2 separate regions of the Mus musculus genome follow, and region 1 is linked to region 2. A link is a contact called in public promoter capture Hi-C data. All regions are on one chromosome and are shown on one strand. Each heading gives the region's core, a stretch centred on a gene start, on an enhancer-like site or on the middle of the called end of the contact. The rest is flanking DNA. Distances are from core to core; before and after follow the strand shown. Region 1 overlaps Slc10a7 (solute carrier family 10 (sodium/bile acid cotransporter family), member 7). Region 2 holds the start of Arhgap10 (Rho GTPase activating protein 10).

Evidence for each region. Promoter capture Hi-C pulls out the DNA fragments that hold promoters and counts their contacts.
Region 1: a contact with region 2 is called in a promoter capture Hi-C map of the HPC-7 cell line. The contact joins the enhancer-like site here to the promoter of Arhgap10 in region 2. A contact is called at or near these places in 3 of 39 promoter capture datasets (the C10 cell line, the HPC-7 cell line and liver).

Annotation. Positions count from the first base shown.
Region 1 is chr8:78,621,138-78,624,040 of GRCm38.p6, reverse strand. All of the region lies in intron 5 of Slc10a7 (solute carrier family 10 (sodium/bile acid cotransporter family), member 7), which reads right to left. Among named protein-coding and RNA genes, the nearest start is that of Gm39203, 52 kb to the left of the region's middle. Within about 2 kb of position 1,515, at least 50 of the 459 cell types and tissues checked have an H3K27ac peak or open chromatin away from gene starts, as enhancers often do. A contact at or near this core is called in the HPC-7 cell line, where this site is marked.
Region 2 is chr8:77,516,399-77,519,265 of GRCm38.p6, reverse strand. Arhgap10 (Rho GTPase activating protein 10) reads left to right here and starts at 1,359. Exons shown (of 23, transcript NM_030113.2): 1 at 1,359-1,636. The coding sequence starts at 1,483. It overlaps 0610038B21Rik (RIKEN cDNA 0610038B21 gene), which reads right to left and starts at 2,210. Exons shown (of 1, transcript NR_028125.1): 1 at 688-2,210.

The sequences.
Region 1 (2,903 bases), core at 266-2,765, 1.1 Mb before region 2:
TAACTGGTCCCATCCCTATCAGTGCCATTCCTGAATCTGCAGGACATGAACACCATGGGGCAGTTACTGGTTCAGGGACAGCTTCACTCAATAGCTTACAGATTTCCAGGGACTGCACAGGGCAGATGATAGGGGACCTGGGGCCATTTCCCTGTCTGTACCCTCAGTGACTATAGGGAGCCGGCATGCATTTTAATACTCAGTAAATTTACAGAAATCACAGAATGCACATCATCAAATAGTGATCATGTGTCTTAAAAACTAGGTGTGGTGGCTCACGCCTTTAATCCCAGCACTTAGAAGGCAGAGGCAGACAGATTTCTGAGTTCGAGGCCAGCCTGGTCTACAAAGAGAGTTCCAGGACAGTCAGGGCTATACAGAGAAACCCTGGCTTGAAAATGAAAAAAACAAAAAACAAAAGACTGACTTCAAATGGTACTGCTCAAGGCATAGTGAAGGACCAGAAGAATTGTAGATATTAACATGGTATACTAAAAAAAAGCCTTGCAGCTATTTTATAAGGAGCCAGGATAGATGCTATTGTCCTGAGAAGTCCTTAGTATAGACATATTCTTAATATATAACAATGGCTAAATTCCAGAACTCAGGAGAGTGAAAATATTCCAAAAGCATTTAAATCAAATCATTTTTAAATTTCACATAAAAATCAATCATTATATATTGTGTTTTCTCATCAGAAGGTATGCAGCTTTGAACAATGTAAAATTCCAAAACTCAATCTAGACTCACAAAAGCTTCTCTATCATGGGCCCCAAATATCTCCATACATCAAGATCTACTTAGATTCATCCTGGTGGGCTGGAGCTTTTGCTAGGGATGAAACCTGCTTTCCTTGGTACCTTCCCAAGTCCTTACAGTATCTTCTCCATGATGACCTTCAGAGCTGCACCTGTCACAGCTTGCAAGCACTGCTGTCGGCGCAGTGATCACTCTGTTTTGCTTTCCATCATCAATTCAGAAGACTTAGGAAAGTAAATAGATATGAGCAAGTAATTCAAGGTGATTCTCGGAGACTGGACGGTTTCTTAGTAACAGTAAACAGGCCATGTCATAAGTCTTGATCCACATAGTCCTCTGCAAATTCTCCAAATTTATGTCATTCTCTCAATCACCATAGGTTACTCTCCTGTTCTAAATCTGGGCAACGTGAAGCTTAGAAGGAATCAACAACGAGCTACGATGGCCACTGAGATATGACTTCACACTGGTGTCACATGCTTTATAATAATAACAGCAATGAAGGCAGCTAAGAGGTTATGACACTCAAGGAATACTCGCTGAATGGAATCCGTGTTCTAAGCAGCACCTATTCCCTTGATTATATAACATCAGATGGGTGTGGTAGCAATGCCGAAGGCTGAGTTAGGAACCCAGCTGGGCGACCAAATGAGATCCCATTCAAAAAGGAAGGAAGTCCTTCTGTCACTGGGGTGAGCTCTGAGGTTTTTATAGCTTAGCCTCACCTTACTTCCTGCCTCTCCTGCCCACTTCCTGTGAATGAATAAACATGTGGCCTGTCAGCTTCCTGCTCCAGATAGCACATTTCCTTGACTGTTGCTGTGCCTTGCATATCATTTGGACTTTATCCCTCTAGACACCTTTGGTCATAAGCCAAACCAAAACCTGTCTTTCCTATGCTGCTTTTCTTGGGGTATTTTCTCACAGCAACAGAGAGGTAACTATGATATCTTATTCTGGATTGTTTCATATCAACTCAACATGGGAGGGAAGTCATCTGGGAAGTGGGAACCTCAACTGAGAAAACGTCTGCATCAGATGAGCCCGTGGGTAAGCAAGTGCTGCATTTTCTTGATTGATGGTGGATGTGGAAAGACCATGCTCACCGTGAGTGGTGCCAACCCCCTGGCCTGCTTGTTCTTGGGTCAGAAAGCAGGTTGAGCTTGCCACAGGGAGTAAGCCAGTAAGCAGTTTCCCTCTATAACTTCTGTTTCTGTGCCTGGACTGAGTTCCTTCTCTTCTGACTTTCCCAGATGATGGACTACAAGTTGTAAGATGAAATAAACCCTTTTCCAGCAAAGTTGATTTTGGCCATGGTATTTTGTCACAGTAACAGAGATCCTAAGATATTTGTAGTAGCCTACTTCTATATAAGTATCAAACAGAAGAAGAGATAACAGTACAAGCTTTCAGGTGTTTGACTCTGCAGCTGGCCAACAAGGAACGGAATGAACTTTGATATGATACATAACCCTAAACATACACACATATGTACATACAGAATCTATTATTGGCATACATGAGATTTAAAGACACAAAACGATTCACAGTTAGAGGTTAAGCAGGCATATTTTCATTTTTTGTTTGTTTATTTTTTGAGACAGGGGTTGTCTGTATAGTCCTGGCTATCCTAGAACTCACTCTGAAGACCAGGCTGGCCTCGAACTCAGAGATCTGCCTGCCTCTGACTCCTGAGTGCTGGGATGAAAAACACGGGGATGTCAGTTTGAACTCAGAGCCTAAGAAAAGTTGAAAGAAGAGAAATGACTCCACGCCCACACAGATATGTCACAAACACCACACAAAAGTTAATAATAATGATAATAGTTATAAAGGTGAAAAATATAAAAGCAAAAAAGGTTTTAGTTTAAACGAATGCAACTTGAAAAGGAAGGATTATTCTATTAAAGTGAATAAATAGAAACAAGAAAGGACACATATTGATTGGCACATCATCCCGCTAGAAGTCAGGGCACATGACTCCAACAGTAGCACTTGGGAGGCAGAGGTAAGAGAATATTGAATTCACAACCAGTCTGGATTAATGTGTTCAAGACCAGCCAGGCCTCCCAGGAAGTGTCAGACCAGACTGGGCTGCATGGCAAAACAACAGCAGCAGCAACAACAGCAACAACAACAACAAC
Region 2 (2,867 bases), core at 110-2,609:
CTGGGTTTAGGGTTTTGTTTCTGCAGAGCCTGGAGTGTGTTTCGCTCTTTTGCCAGGCCCTAATTCAGTCTCCAGTTTTTCCCTCCCCCTTGCCTCTTTCTTTCCTCGGTAGACTCCTTGCTGATTTTAGTAGGAAATGAACCTTTCAAACTGCCTAGGAGTTATTGGTAAAAGTCTTTTGAAGTCTGAGGATGGACATTAAAGTGGCCTCATCTGTGGCACTCAAATGGTGCTGTTATTTAACAGAGTTTATAGAGTAGGCATATTTAGATGCTTCCCAGAGGGTTAAGACTCCTCCTACAGCTCACGGGCCAAACAAACTCTTAATTACTGCACTCAGTCGGAACGTTTTTAAAGAATCACTTTGAAGTTTCCTGGTACTATTACCATCATTAAACCTTTACATGTAAACATGTGTTGTGAGTTTGTGAAAAATGTATGCCATGTGTGCACCTGGCACATGTTAATTGCTTAAAAATTGCTAGTTGATAAAGTGTCTCCAGTGTAAGATTTGCTGTATACATTTGAGGAAGGTATTGAGTTCTGCTTTAGAACGCATGGAATAGGAAAGGAGTTTTGTGGGCGCACTGACACGAATTCACACTTGTCCACGCAGCCTCCCATGGTGAAAAACCACAAAAAGTCTGGCATTTACTTTCGGCGGGCTATTTTTAGCAGATCGCCTCTCCTACCCGTGTAAATTTAATCTCCAGAATAGAACACAAGCAGGGTCAACGCGGTTTAGCCACACGCTCCCTTGTCCTAAGCCATTCAGTATGGACACGAAGAAAAATGTTCTAGAATCTGTAGAGTCCACGCTGAGTTGGAGACGTTAAGCATTCCCGCGAAGGCAGCTGATTAGACAAGGAGAGAGAGCACCCGGCGTGCGAGCCCTTGCACAGCGAAGCACCCTTCCTTCGGTACACAGATAAAATGAGTCAATCATTTCCACCCGCCCCGACTTTTAAGTCGTCTGATCTCGGGGACCGAGGCCTGCTATTACAAACCCACCATCCCGTTCGGTCAGGCGTCCACTTCGGGGACCAGCCTGAGTCACCTGGACCTTGTGAGCCGAGATCGGGGAGGTGCAGGCGTCCGGGGGTGGAGGGCACAGACTACGTTCTCCATCGCCGCTGCCTCGGAAGGAAGAGGAGGGGCGACTGCGCGTGGGGAAGAGAAGGAAGAGGCGTTCGGGGAAGGGCAGGGAGGAGGAGAGCCGAAGGCGCCCGGGCGGGAGAGCAGGGGCGTGCGGGCGGGGGCGGGGCGGGGCGGGCGCGCCCGAGGCGGGGCGGGGCCGGGCGGCGGCCTCTGCTGCTGCCGGGGGCTGCCGGGATTGGGGAGCTGCGCCGCGTACTCTCCAGGGTCGCTGGGCTGGGCTGGACATGACCGTGCTGCGCTCGCCGCGCGCTCAGCCCTGCTAGCCGCTCGCTGCCGCCGCCTGGGAGCCCAGCTCGGCCTGCGCCCGCGCGCACCGCCGCAGTCATGGGGCTGCAGCCCCTGGAGTTTAGCGACTGCTACCTCGACAGCCCGTGGTTCCGGGAGAGGATCCGCGCGCACGAAGCGGAGCTCGAGAGGACCAACAAGTTCATCAAAGAGCTCATCAAAGACGGCAAGAACCTCATCTCTGCCACCAAAAGTAAGCGGGGTCCTGTTCGCGTTCGGGCTGCGGCGTGGCGAGGAAGGCGGGAGGATCGTCTTCCCCGGCCAAGTGGGATGGCTCAGTGCTCCTAAGACCGGGCTGGAGGAATAGGCGATTCCTTAGGGGATAAGATAAGCTCCAGGGCATTCCTCTCCCAGGAGGTTCGGGCGCGTTCCTTTCCCCGATCCTGGCCCTCGGTGGCGCGGGAGCGAGGAGCTGTGCGTGGGAGCTGCCCCGGGGCTCCCGCCTGGCCCAGCTGAGCACGCTTTGGCGCCGGCCGGAGCGAATGGAGGCTCTGCTCCGGAGTCAGGTTTTACTGCGCCCTAACGCTGCTTCCAGTCTCCCGCAAAATAGAGACATCAATCAGTTTGATAGTTTTGTCTCCTAACATTTCCAAGTAATTTTTTTTGGAAATGCTTTGGGACTCTGCCTGTAGTTGATATCGTCAAAAGTCCTTTAAGTTACACCTCTTATGTATCCCCTTTCTGCCTTGCGCGACAGCACCGACCTACGTCCCTCGTGAGCTAAACCAGAAAGTCTACCTGGCTTTGTGCTGCCTTCTGCACATTCCTCTGTCTTGTGCTGAGGCGGGTTCAAAGATTAGGGGTTGAAAGGGTCAGTGGGCAGACTGCTCCAGGTTCTGGCCTGCGAGAAGTGCCTGTGAGTAGGAAATTCTACTCTTCATGCTCGAAGCTGGCCACCTCAGTTCCATCTGTATTCAAACAAGCAAGCTAACACACCCTCAAGCCACCTCTGAAGACAACAGAAAGAGAGGTGTATCGAAGCTGTAGTGAGTCTTAGGAGTAGAGGCTGGTTGAAATTTGTGCAGAAACGGTTGTAATGTTCTATAAATGGGCGTTCTCCAGGACCAGGTGCTGGCATCCAGGCCACCCTGGAACCCTGAATTCATTCCTTGAGTTATTGCGAACACCCCTTTCCCTCCTTAAAAGGCCTGATAGTGCAGGAGCCAAGCATAGGTGCTCTACCTATCCTCTTGGGTTGGTTAGGTTCCCTGGCTCAATACTCTCCATCTCTGGGCGTTTATTCCATTTGTTTGTAGACAGCACCCCTGGAAAAAACACCCCAGGTACATTTTCACCCCACCGTTTTGTGTCCAGGAAGATTAAAACGTACTGAGTGTACATTCTCATCCACCCAATCAAGTGCCTGGCCTAGTTAATATTCACTTAATGAATGAGTTGAAATATTTTTTTTAATGGGAAGAATT